2 separate regions of the Sus scrofa genome follow, and region 1 is linked to region 2. Evidence: chromatin contacts called from public HiChIP or PLAC-seq data. All regions are on one chromosome and are shown on one strand. The core of a region is the stretch at or near the end of the contact, and the rest is flanking DNA. Distances in the headings are between cores, read along the strand shown. Region 1 has its middle 28 kb from the start of KLF10. Region 2 has its middle 38 kb from the start of AZIN1.

Region 1 (5,663 bases), core at 2,334-4,833, 140 kb after region 2:
AGCATAGTTAGCAGTTAAGCAAAGGGGCTCTGGATTCCGCTACCAATTACTAGTTATATGACATTGGAAGATTACTTGAACCACTGTGAGGCTTAGTTTTCTCTTTGTAAAATAGGAGTAATGGCATTACCTACCTTACAGAGTTGCATGAAGATTAAATGAGATAATGCAAGCAAAGCACAGAGTAAGTCTTTAGTAAATTATTATTCCGGGGCCAAATGAATGGGGTATTGGTAAAGCATTTATTTCCAAAGATATTTCAAGCCCATTAACCCACTACTTATTGTTAAGGACTTGTATGAGGACACTAACTTTTTTTTTTTTCCATCTGTTTAGGGCTGCACCTGCAGCATATGGAGGTCCCCAGGCTCCATATGCTGCAGGGGCTAGGGGTAGAATTGGAGCTACAGCTGCTGGCCTATGCCGCAGCCACAGCAACGCAGCATCAGAGCTGCATCTGCAACCTACACTACAGCTCAGGGCAATGCCGGACCCTTAACCCACTGAGTGAGGCCAGGGATGGAACCTGTATTCTCATGAATGCTAGTCAGATTCATTTCTGCTGAGCCACGATGGGAACTCTATTAGGACACTAATTCTATGTCAGAAGAAACCTGACAAGCACATCTAAGGCTCAGGAAACCTTGGGTTTCCTTGGGTAGGAAATGCAAGGCCCTTTAAGGACATGCTTCAAATTAAATATTGGGATCCAAGGAGAGAAAAGAGATGTGAGAATTGTGCATATAAAGATAAATATGGATTATTTTGCAAAATAGAATTTAGTTTTTTGGACCATTAGTTAAAGAAGAACCAGTATCTCTTGGCTTGAGATAGAATCAGGGGGCGCGGGTGTGTGTGTGCAGAAACCTCCTATGTGCCATGAGAGAGAGAGAGAAAGAGACTCTTAATGCATCACAGCACTAACAGGAGTTACTGCAGTGACAATGCTGGCTCCTTAACTTGCTGTGCCACAAGGGAATGCCACCCTCAGCTTTTTTGACTTCTGTTTATTGAGCACTTTGCACCACATAAATGTCCAGAACCTAATTCACAATAAATATCACCTCTTGATTCATCATAAGAGTCTGTCTCTCTCTCTCTCACACACACACACACCCCTCACAAAGGCCCCCAGGGACATGTGTGAGCCAACCCTGTGCCACTTCCCTGGACCACTTCTGACCCCAGTGGAATGAAAGCAGAAGGGATGTGTACAGATTCTAGACCATGTCCTTCAAAGGAATGGGTAAAAGTTGCCCTTGCCTTTTTTCCCTTCTAGACCACTGGGAGGCAGTTATGATGGTAGGAGCTGAAGCAGCCACCTTAGACCTAGAGACAGAACCAATATATTGAGGATAAGAGAGCTACCTTACCAACTCTGGGCAGCTTTTTAAATTTTACCTGAGGAAAAAACAAATCCCTGTCTTGTTTAAACCATTATGCTTGTAGGTTTCTTTTCTTTCCTTCCTTCCTTCCTTCCTTCCTTCCTTCCTTCTTTCTTTCTTTCTTTCTTTCTTTCTTTCTTTCTTTCTTTCTTTCTTTCTTTCTTTCTGTGTGTGCTTTTTAGGGCCACACCTTCAGCATATGGAAGTTCCCAGGCTAGGGGTTGAATTGGAGATGCAGCTGCTAGCCACAGCCACAGTAACACAGGATCTGAGCCGCATCTGGACCTACACCACAGCTCATAGCAATGCCAGATCCTCAACCCACTGAGTGAGGCCAGGGATAGAACCCATTAAGGATGTTTAATTTCACTGGTCAAATCATGAGTTGGACTCCACATGTTTCATGCATATTATCATAACAATACTTTAAAAATATGAAAGCTAGAAATGATGTTGAGAACACAGTCATTCAACAGACATTTATCTAACCCTCTAGAGGGGTCAGGAAAGAGAGAAATCAAATATGGCTTCTGTTCTTAAAATGTTGGTGGCTTTTCCATGTAGTGTCTGGAAATGAAGCTCCATTTCTGTGTCGTTAAGACGTGCAATGGTTAGGAGGTCGCTTTTGGTGCAGAAGGTTAAAGATCCGGTGTTGTCACTGCAGTGGCTTGGGTTGCTACTGTGACACCAAGTTCAGCCCCCAGCCTTGGACCTTCCATATGCTGCGGCATGGCCAAAAAGCAATTTATGATGGTTGTATCAAAGAAGAGTATTTCTCTCTCTCCAAAAACAGGAAGTAAAATGAAGTCTTTCTTAATAGTAGTTTAATTCAATTTTACATAAACTGAATTCCTCTCATCATAAACAAATGGGGCCACACTCTGCTAAGAGCATACTCCACAGGAGGAATCGGGGTTGGGGGTGGGTAACTTTGGGAAGGGCTAAGCACACACAGCATTAGTCACAGTGAGGGCATCTTAAAATCTAAAGACAGTGGGGAGTTCCCATCATGGCGCAGTGGTTAATGAATCTGACTAGGAACCATGAGGTTGTGGGTTCAATCCCTGCCCTTGCTCAGTGGGTTAACAATCCAGCGTTGCCATGAGCTGTGGTGTAGGTTGCAGATGCGGCTCGGATCCCGAGTTGCTGTGGCTCTGGAGTAGGCTGGCGGCTACAGCTCCTATTAGACCCCTAGCCTAGGAACCTCCATATGCCGTGGGAGCGGCCCAAGAAATGGCAAAAAGGCAAAATAAATAAATAAAAATAAATTAAAAAAAAATCTGAAGACAGTGAGAGTGCAATAACAAAGTCTCACAGTCTGTGGGGCTTCAAAAGTTGAGTAACCGCCCCCCCACCCCAGGAAAAATGGTGGAAGTCCTATCATCTCATCAAGTCTCATTAATAAGTTCTAAAAATCTGAGTCTATTAACATCAGTTTGTCAAATTTCTGCAAACCTTTTCCCCATGGACTAGTGTTAAAAATATATGTATCTATGTGATGTTCCCGTTGTGGCTTAGCGATAATGAACCCAACTAGTATCCATGAGGTTGCACAAGATCCCTGGCCCTACTTTGTGGTTTAAGGATCCCACATTGCCGTGAGCTGTAGTGTAGGTCACAGACGCAGCTCGGATCCTACATTGTTGTGACTGTCACACAGGCTGGGAGCTGCAGCTCCAATTCAACCCCTAGCCTGGGAATTTCCATATGCCTCAAGTGCTGCCCTAAAGCAGTGTGTGTGTGTGTGTGTGTGTGTGTGTCAGAGAGAGAGAGGGAGAGAAACCAGCTAAAGAAGTGCTGAATTCCATGGTCTGAATTCTTCTTTTACTTAAAACAATCCTCTACACATACAGCTTGCTTTATTTAGGCCAGAATCAGTGTTTAATACCTGACTCTGACCACAAGTTCCAGTTAGGACAGAATTTAAACACCAGCTGTGATCCGCGTGAACAAATGAACTTGGAGTCACTGTTGCATCTAAAAGGGTGGAAACCACTTCTCTCTCTAGGAGCCCCTTAGAAAGGAGAGGAAAAGTGTGTTGGATCCCAGGTTGTCTCGCTACTGGTGTCTGTCTGGTGTCATGCAGGTGTCACCAGTGGCCCCAAGTAACTCTACCTGCCAGATGGTTGGACAGCCTACAGGGCCATCCTGGGTTTTTCTTCCTGGCTGCGAGCCTCCTAGCTCCCGCCCAGACTTGCATCTGGAGCTGTGGGTTGCTGTCTGAGCTGCCAGATTCCATCCACGAGCAGAGACTCCTCAAGACTAGTAACATCCAACTAGTCAGCAATGAGCTTCTGGGCAGTTCTTTCAAGAAACTAGCTGGATACCTGGGGACAGACTTACAAAAGTTTGACCCTTATAAACAGTTCAGTTTTCCAGAGTTTTCTGGCTTGCGTGTGGCTGAAAAGTTGGACTCTGCCAAGTTCTGAGTCCAACTTTGAAATGTTTATCCTCCACCACCTGCTCCAGAGCACGAGGTGAGTAAGTGGCCAAGGCTCCTGGGCCGGGTATGTGTGGGGCTGCTTGACACCGGCTCAGGGTCACATGATTGCTCACATGGCCACCAGCCAGGCTTCTGGACTTTCAGCTCCTGACAGCTTCCATTATGGCTCCTCCAGCAGTTTGCATTTTGGATGGTATTGGACAGCTGTGTTTTCTTGTGCCTGTTGCCACTAGAAAAGCGCTACCTATTTTGTGCCTTCTGTCTCCAGGTTCCCTGGGGCTAAAGTGTAGGGACAATGATAAAAAAAACTTGAAGTACAAATAATTTACCTGAACTCCAGTCAGAAAAAAACAAACTAACAAACAAACAAATAAAACCAATGCCTTCTAAATGCAAGGCATTCTTCTAGGAAGTGTGACGCGGGGCAGTGGGAGCAGGACACAGGCATAAAAGTGAAATACTTTTACAAATACCAAAAAAATAATATTTACAAATGCAAAAATACTTTACTAATACAAAAAAAAAGTGAAATGCTTTTATCTAATACTTTTACAAACACAAAGTAAAAACTGGGGTCCTTCTTTCCTGCAGTGCAGGAGGCAAGCTCTGAAATGCAGGCTCCCGGTGTCTCTCCTCCCCTGTGAAGTCTGCTCATCACCCCCAGCTCTGTCCCAAGTATTTAGGGTCAGCCACATTTGTGAATGAACCATATAAAATTGCTGTTTTGCCAGTCAAAAAGGTAGAATGTCAGCAGCTTCATTTGGTTCAACCTAATCATCAGTTCTCCCAAAGCATTTTACCTGTTCCTCTATTAGGACCCTGTTTTCAATCTTGTGAAGGATGATGAGGTAGCTCTCTATCTATCTTTTTGGGACCGCACCCAGGGCATATGGAAGTTCCTAGCCTAGAGGTCAAATCAAAACTGCAGCTGCCAGCCTATGCCACAGCCACAGCCACAGCAATGCCAGATCTAAGCACATCTGTGACCTACACCACAGCTCATGGCAATGCTGGATACTTAACCCACTGAGCAAGGTCAGGGATGGAACCCGCATCCTCATGGATACTAGTTGGATTTGTTTCTGTTGTGCCACAACAGGAACTCCCAAGGATTAGGTATTTACATGACTTTGTCCTCATCTTGAGAGCATCTCCAGCTGGTATCGCACCTAACACACAGTGGGGGAGCAAATGAATAGAAAAGCCAACATGGGAGTTCCCGTTGTGGCTCAGTGGTTAATGAATCTGACTGGGAACCATGAGGTTCGATCCTTGGCCTCACTCGGTGGGTTAAGGATCTGGTGTTGCCATGAGCTGTGGTGTAGGTTGCAGACACAGCTTGGATCCTGCGTTGCTGTGGCTGTGATGTAGGCCAGCAGCTACAGCTCCGATTAGACCCCTAGCCTGGGAACCTCCATATGTCACCAGAGCGGCCCTAGAAAAGGCAAAAAAGACAAAAAAAAAAAAAAGAAAAGTCAACATGGCTCAGTGGATTAAGAACCTGACATTGTGTCCATGAGGATTCGGGTTTGATCCCTAGCCTCGCTCAGTGGGTTAAGGATCTGGCCTGGCCGCAAGTTGAGGCGTGGGTGTCAGATAAGGTTCCGATCTGGCAGGTACAGGCTTAAAAAAAAAAAAGTCAACAAGTATATGTGTGTGTGTGCATGTGTGTGCATGTTTCCAAGCCATGTGCCAGTTTTGGAGGTGAAAGGCTTAACTCAACAAGGGCCCTGCCCAGGATGCACTCAGGTCTCAATGAGACAGAAAGAAAATTTCACTCCATCAGGCAGTATTTCTCACCATGGACACTTGGGATCAGGGAGTCCTTTGGCATG
Region 2 (5,655 bases), core at 2,313-4,812:
TCTGTGGGGAACATTCCCTTTGTGGCTGTGGCTTTACTAGATCCATGTGATTTAGAGGTTAAGTTTTTTTGGTTTTTTTGTTTTTTGTTTTTAGGGCCATACCCACAGTGTATGGAAGTTCCCAGGCTAGGGGTCAAATGCGAGCTGTAGCCACCAGCTGGATCTGAGCCTTGTCTGCAACCTACCAAGCTCATGGCAATGCCAGATCCTTAACCCACTGAGTGAGACCTGGCATCAAACCTTACGGATACTAGTTGGGTTCATTACCTCTGGGTCAAATGCGAGCTGTAGCCACCAGCTGGATCTGAGCCTTGTCTGCAACCTACCAAGCTCATGGCAATGCCAGATCCTTAACCCACTGAGTGAGACCTGGCATCAAACCTTACGGATACTAGTTGGGTTCATTACCTCTGACCCACAATAGGAACTCCTAGAAGTTAAGATCTTGAAGGCAGTCAACTGGTTTCTCTTCTGCCAACTTTTTCACATCCCCAGAGCCTGACACATAACAGATGCACTTTTGGGGGGGCTTGATAAGTGAACTCACACACACTCCCTCCTTTCTGTGCTTCTGGTTCTCCTCCTTGGCTTGTCCTAAGATGAGTGAGCAGATAAGGCAGTGGATTCATGGAACACATATTCATGAAGCACTTACTTAACGCCGAGCACTGGACCTGGAGGTGGGAGCACCATGATGGGCAAACCAGGCACAAGAATTCCTGTGGGAAGCAGGCATGGATCGAATCAACAAATAAATGTATGACTCCAAAACGGAGCAGCTTTGAGGGAGCAGCACTGGTGCTAAAGGGCCCTTTCCTTGGTCAGGAAGACTTCTTGGGGAAATAATGGGAGTGAAGAGTGGGAGTGAAGTAGGTGAAGAGATGGAGGGAGAATGTTCTGGGCAAGGGGTACAGCAAGTGCAGGGCAGAGACTCCTGGCACGAGCCTTGTCAGGACAAAGCCCGCTCCAGCAGAGAGGGCTCTGCAGGCCTTTTCATAGATTTTTATTTCTATCCTAAGAAAGATGGGGGTGGGGTGCATTTCAGAGCTGTCAAATGATCTTGCTGAAATCCTAGGAGAAGTGATAAACCTTGGCAGCTGCTCCTGGTGGTCCTGGGCCATGAGTGAAGTAACTGAGTCTATGTTTCAAAGGAGCCTGGCCTCATTGTGCAGAAAGGACCTGAGTAGAGCAAGAATTGGATTGGCAGCCTGCTTAGGCTCTGGCATTGGGACTGGATGGTGGTGCCGTGGAGGGCTGCTTCAGAGGTAAATGGGCAAGACGTGTTGAGGTGGGTAAGGATGAAGGAGGAAGAGAGGGAAGATGCCTGAGCTTCTAGCTTGTTTCACTAGATGGCTGATGGGCTTGGTCAGGACCTGGGTCACAAAAGAGGACCAGGCTTTGAGTGGGTCATGGGTAGGGTCTTGGACACATGGCATTTGAAGTAAATTTGGGGATTGAGTGGAGATGTCAGCAGGAGGCTGGATATCCAGTCTGGAGCTCAGAGAGAGGCCCAGCTCAGAGGCTGCAGAACATGTGATCACGGCTCAACCAACGACTCTTAAGTTGAATGTCTTGATTCCCAGGCCCTTCTGGACAAGATACCGTAGCATCTTTTTGGCCGCATAGGCCCGTGGATGGCGGTGTTTGTTTGGGGGGAATTTGGCTGCTCTCAGTGGGGTCCACTAGAACAAGCATAGCCTTGGAAGAAACAAAGGCAACCGCACAAGTGCTGAAGTCCATTGGTTTGAAGGTGGTGGCTTGGTGTAGGGAAGGTGTGGCCACATCCAAAAATCTAACCCAATCATATCCTTCCCTTTCTCACCACACCCCACATTCAATCACATCTCATCAACTGGCACCTCAATTACCTGGGGCTACCAAGCACCCAGAGTGTGTAAGAGACAGAGGTAAATGGGAAAACACGAGCTCACAGCAGAGACATCATCAGACCCTTGATGTGCCCAGAGGTTAGTGCATCTCTCTCTTTTTTTGTTGTTTTTGGTTTGGTCTTTTTAGGGCCACACCCATGGCATATGGAGGTTCCAAGGCTAGGGGTCAAATAGGAGCTGCAGCTGCCAGCCTACACCACAGCCACAGTAATGCGGGATCCGAGCCGTGTCTGCAACCTACACCATAGCTCATGGCAATGCCGGATCCTTAACCCACTGGGCAAGGCCAGGGATCAAATCGGCATCCTCATGAATACTAGTCAGATTTGTTTCTGCAGAGTCACGTTGAGAACTCCCAGTACATCTCTTCAAACTCAAAATTCAGAATGGTCTGGGAACTCAAAAGTTTTTTGGTTTAGTTTGGGGAAAACTCACTCATTTAACCTCAAAACCTGACTGAAGGGACGTGAAGCTGTTGACAGTGTTTATCTTACTTGATGTGAATAGTCCTACATTTTGCTGGAGAAATGTAGTGTGTTTGATTACAGAGTGTTTGTTGTTCCAGAGCCTGCAGCTGGTAGTGATGGTGGTGGTGTTACCATATACATAGACTGTGAATAATTCTGAATTCCAGACACATTCCTTCAGATTCTAGAAGGTGGTTAGTGGACCATTCTAGTATCAGTCTTTTACTACTCAGGGGAACATACAAAAGAATTTAAGCATGCTAAAAATGATGATCATGAAAGTGTGAAAAGCATGATCCCATGTTGGTAGAGCCAACGTTTGATTTTTGAGCACCCAGAACACTGCTAAACCGTGTTCTAGACACTGAGGGTGGAGCAGTGAACAAAACAAGGCCTGTGAGTTCTCAGAGCTGACAATGCTACATTTTAAAAATTCCAGGAGTTCCCCTGTGGTAGTGGAAACAATCTGAATAGTATCCATGAGGATGCAGGTTTGATCCCTGGCCTCACTCAGTGGATTAAGGATCTGCCGTTTCTGTGAGCTGTGGTGTAGCTCACAGATGTGGCTTGGATCTTGGCGTTGCTGTGGCTGTGGTGTAGGCCAGCAGCTGTAGCTCCGATTGGACCCCTAGCCTGGGAACCTCCATATGCTGCAGGTTGGGCCCTAAAAAGCAAATTAAATAAATAAATATGCTGTAAAGGATGCGCGCGTGCACACACACACAAATTTAAAGATATGAAGCCCTGGAAGGGCAGTCACTAAAATTCCAGAAGTGTTTATTTCTAGATACAGGCATTAAGAGTAATTTTTTTCTTTTTTCTCTCTGCATTTCCAAATTTTCCTGCAATGCTCAGGACTTATTTTTGAATTTGTTTCTTTTTTTTTCTAAGAATGGCATCGTTAACTGAACAGTAATTTCTACCAGCTCTCCTCCTGGCAGGTGCGGATGGAGTCTCTGTGCAGTTCCGAAACCCCACCAGCAGAGGGCGCTGCGGTCGCGGGGCTCAGGGCGGAGCCGCCGCTGCGCTTTTCTCCCCAGCAACACCGGCCGGCGCGCGGCTCCGGAGGCGCGGCCTCCCGGTTTCCCCTGCCGGGCCTCCCCCTCGCCCCGCCTTCCGCCCGCCTCCCGCCCAGCAGGGGCGGTGGCCGCCGTGCCGCGACCTCGCCCGCGCCTCGCCCCTTGGGCCCGGGCCGACTCGGGCCCGAAGGGCGGAGCCCTGGCTCCTCGCAGACCTACCCGCGTGGTGCAGGAGGGAGGAGGGAGCCCGGCGCCCGGCCTCGCCCGCCCGGGCCGCCTGCCCCCCGCCCGCCCCCGGCGCCGCCCTCCCTCTGCCCCCGCCCGCCCCCGGCGCCGCCCTCCCTCTGCCCCCGCCCTGCCGCAGGGTCGGCCGGGCAGCGGCTGACTCGTACTTTGGAGCCGGATGGGGAGACGTGACCGCCGAGACACGGGCTGCGCCGGGAACAGGCGCGGGGGCGGGAGGGGGAGGCCGAGTTTCTGGGCACCTGGCGGCCGGGCGGATGGGGAGGGCAGCCGCCGCCCCCTCCCCCCGCGCTGAGTTCCCAGGGGAGGGGAAGGGAAGTGGGCTCCTCCCCGCCACGGGGCCCCAGCCCTGGGCCTCGTGTGTGCGCGCGCCGGCTCTCCTTCCTCCGCTCCTCTGCCCCGCCGCGCCCGGGCAGAGTCTGGTTTAGAAGGGTGGCCACGTTACCATTCCTGTCCGCTGAAGGTGCTCAGGCCTCCCGGGACGGAGAAATTTATGCAGTAAGATGCAGCCGCAATTGAGTCCTGGCCTCTGTCCAAGCTCAGTTTTCTAATCTGTAAAATGGGAAAGAGAATACCTACCTCCCAGTAGGCCCGTAGGTTTTCACACCAGGAAGCTTGTGATGCTCCAAGGAGATGTGCCGGGGAGAATTCCAAAGGAGAGCAGAATTATCCCATTCCCAAATCCAAAAAAAGGGCCATCTTGGTATCTCTACTGCATTTCCTAAGCTGTTTAACAATCTCTTGCCCTCACTTTGGCCAGGAAAGACCACCAAACACTGATTACCCTTCATAGAGTTTCCTCTTCTGTAATGGGGATTAAAAGGGAGGAGAGTGCACAAGCATTTCAGGGGCCGTCTTACTCTTTGGGTTAAATGCCCCAACCCTAGGATTAAGTGTGGCTTTTCTGGAGCTCTGATTGTAAACAAAGCTTAAGATGAAATACCCTGGTCCTTTAGAGTCAAAAGGTGGGGAGGGGTCATCCTACTACATTTAAGATGCAGATTCCAAGCCCTTCTCTGCTACTTGCTACTGTGGCTACTTTACCAAGTATTGAATATCGCTCAGCCTCAGTTTTCTTAGCAGTCAAATGGGAACACAGCACTGCTTTGTGGTGATAGGGTCAGGTACCCAGGGCGAATCTCCGACTTTCGCAGACCCTCATGAGTCAGTGAGGCAGCATTGTGTTGTCATTTGTCAGGAAATTCTCCTTATAGCTCTAGATCCTCCCCAGGCTTCAGGCTGTATTTCTGCGGCTCAGTCCCGGGAGAGAACCACTGGTCAGCCCCTTGTTCATTGATGTCATCTTCCAAGCAGAGAGGCAACTGCCAAGCTCCTCAGCCTGCCTTTCCTCACCCCTGGCCTCAGATATGGTATCAGGGTCCTCCCCAGGGAAATGGGGGAGGACAAATGCTGAGAGAACTGAGGTCCAGACCTGGAGATTTCCCCTAAATTTGTGAAAGGAATTACTAGCAAATCAGGAAGAAGAAAATGCTATGGAAAACTACCCCTGTGCTGGGGGGATTTATCTCAAGGCCCTCACAAGAACCCGGGCAGGAATCATCACTGCCTTTTTGCCTGTAAGGAAGCAGAGGATCTGCTGCCCAGGTCCCCAGTCTGTCCTTAGCTGGGCCCTCCTCCACCCCAGAGGACTCGTGAGTGTCTCAGGAGAAGGTGCTACCTCCACCTTGGCCTCTTCCATGTGTGTGTTGGGAAATGGCCGCAACTGCTACTGACACCAGGTTCTCTTGCCAGTGAGTTTCCTGGTGGTTATCCCTGGCTTGAAAGGCCAAGTGGCTCTTGGGAAACACACAGAAGCCTCCCCCTCCCTTCCTGTTGGAAACTTTGGCCTCAGGCGTAGAGTGGATGCCTGGGAAACACATTTCAGCTCCAGCCTCAGAGAGTCCAACTGCTCCTGGAGCTCTGCCAAGGCCGCTCTCAGGGATTGTGGGAGTTGGGAAGTCTGAAGGCCAGGAGGCCCCGCTCCCATGTGGGCCTCATCTCTGGACACGCTTGCTGGTGACCATCTGCGTGAGTGGT

What was found. HiChIP or PLAC-seq counts read pairs in DNA pulled down with a chosen protein or histone mark.
Region 1: an H3K27ac HiChIP or PLAC-seq map of skeletal muscle shows a contact between it and region 2. The contact joins two enhancer-like sites. A contact is called at or near these places in 3 of 47 Hi-C or Micro-C datasets (all in liver) and 2 of 2 datasets of contacts at active chromatin or transcription factors (alveolar macrophages and skeletal muscle).

The regions. Positions count from the first base shown.
Region 1 is chr4:34,398,833-34,404,495 of Sscrofa11.1, forward strand. No RefSeq gene overlaps it. Among named protein-coding and RNA genes, the nearest start is that of KLF10, 28 kb to the right of the region's middle. Within about 2 kb of position 3,584, at least 10 of the 83 cell types and tissues checked have an H3K27ac peak or open chromatin away from gene starts, as enhancers often do. A contact at or near this core is called in skeletal muscle, where this site is marked.
Region 2 is chr4:34,261,714-34,267,368 of Sscrofa11.1, forward strand. No RefSeq gene overlaps it. Among named protein-coding and RNA genes, the nearest start is that of AZIN1, 38 kb to the left of the region's middle. Within about 2 kb of position 3,563, at least 62 of the 83 cell types and tissues checked have an H3K27ac peak or open chromatin away from gene starts, as enhancers often do. A contact at or near this core is called in skeletal muscle, where this site is marked.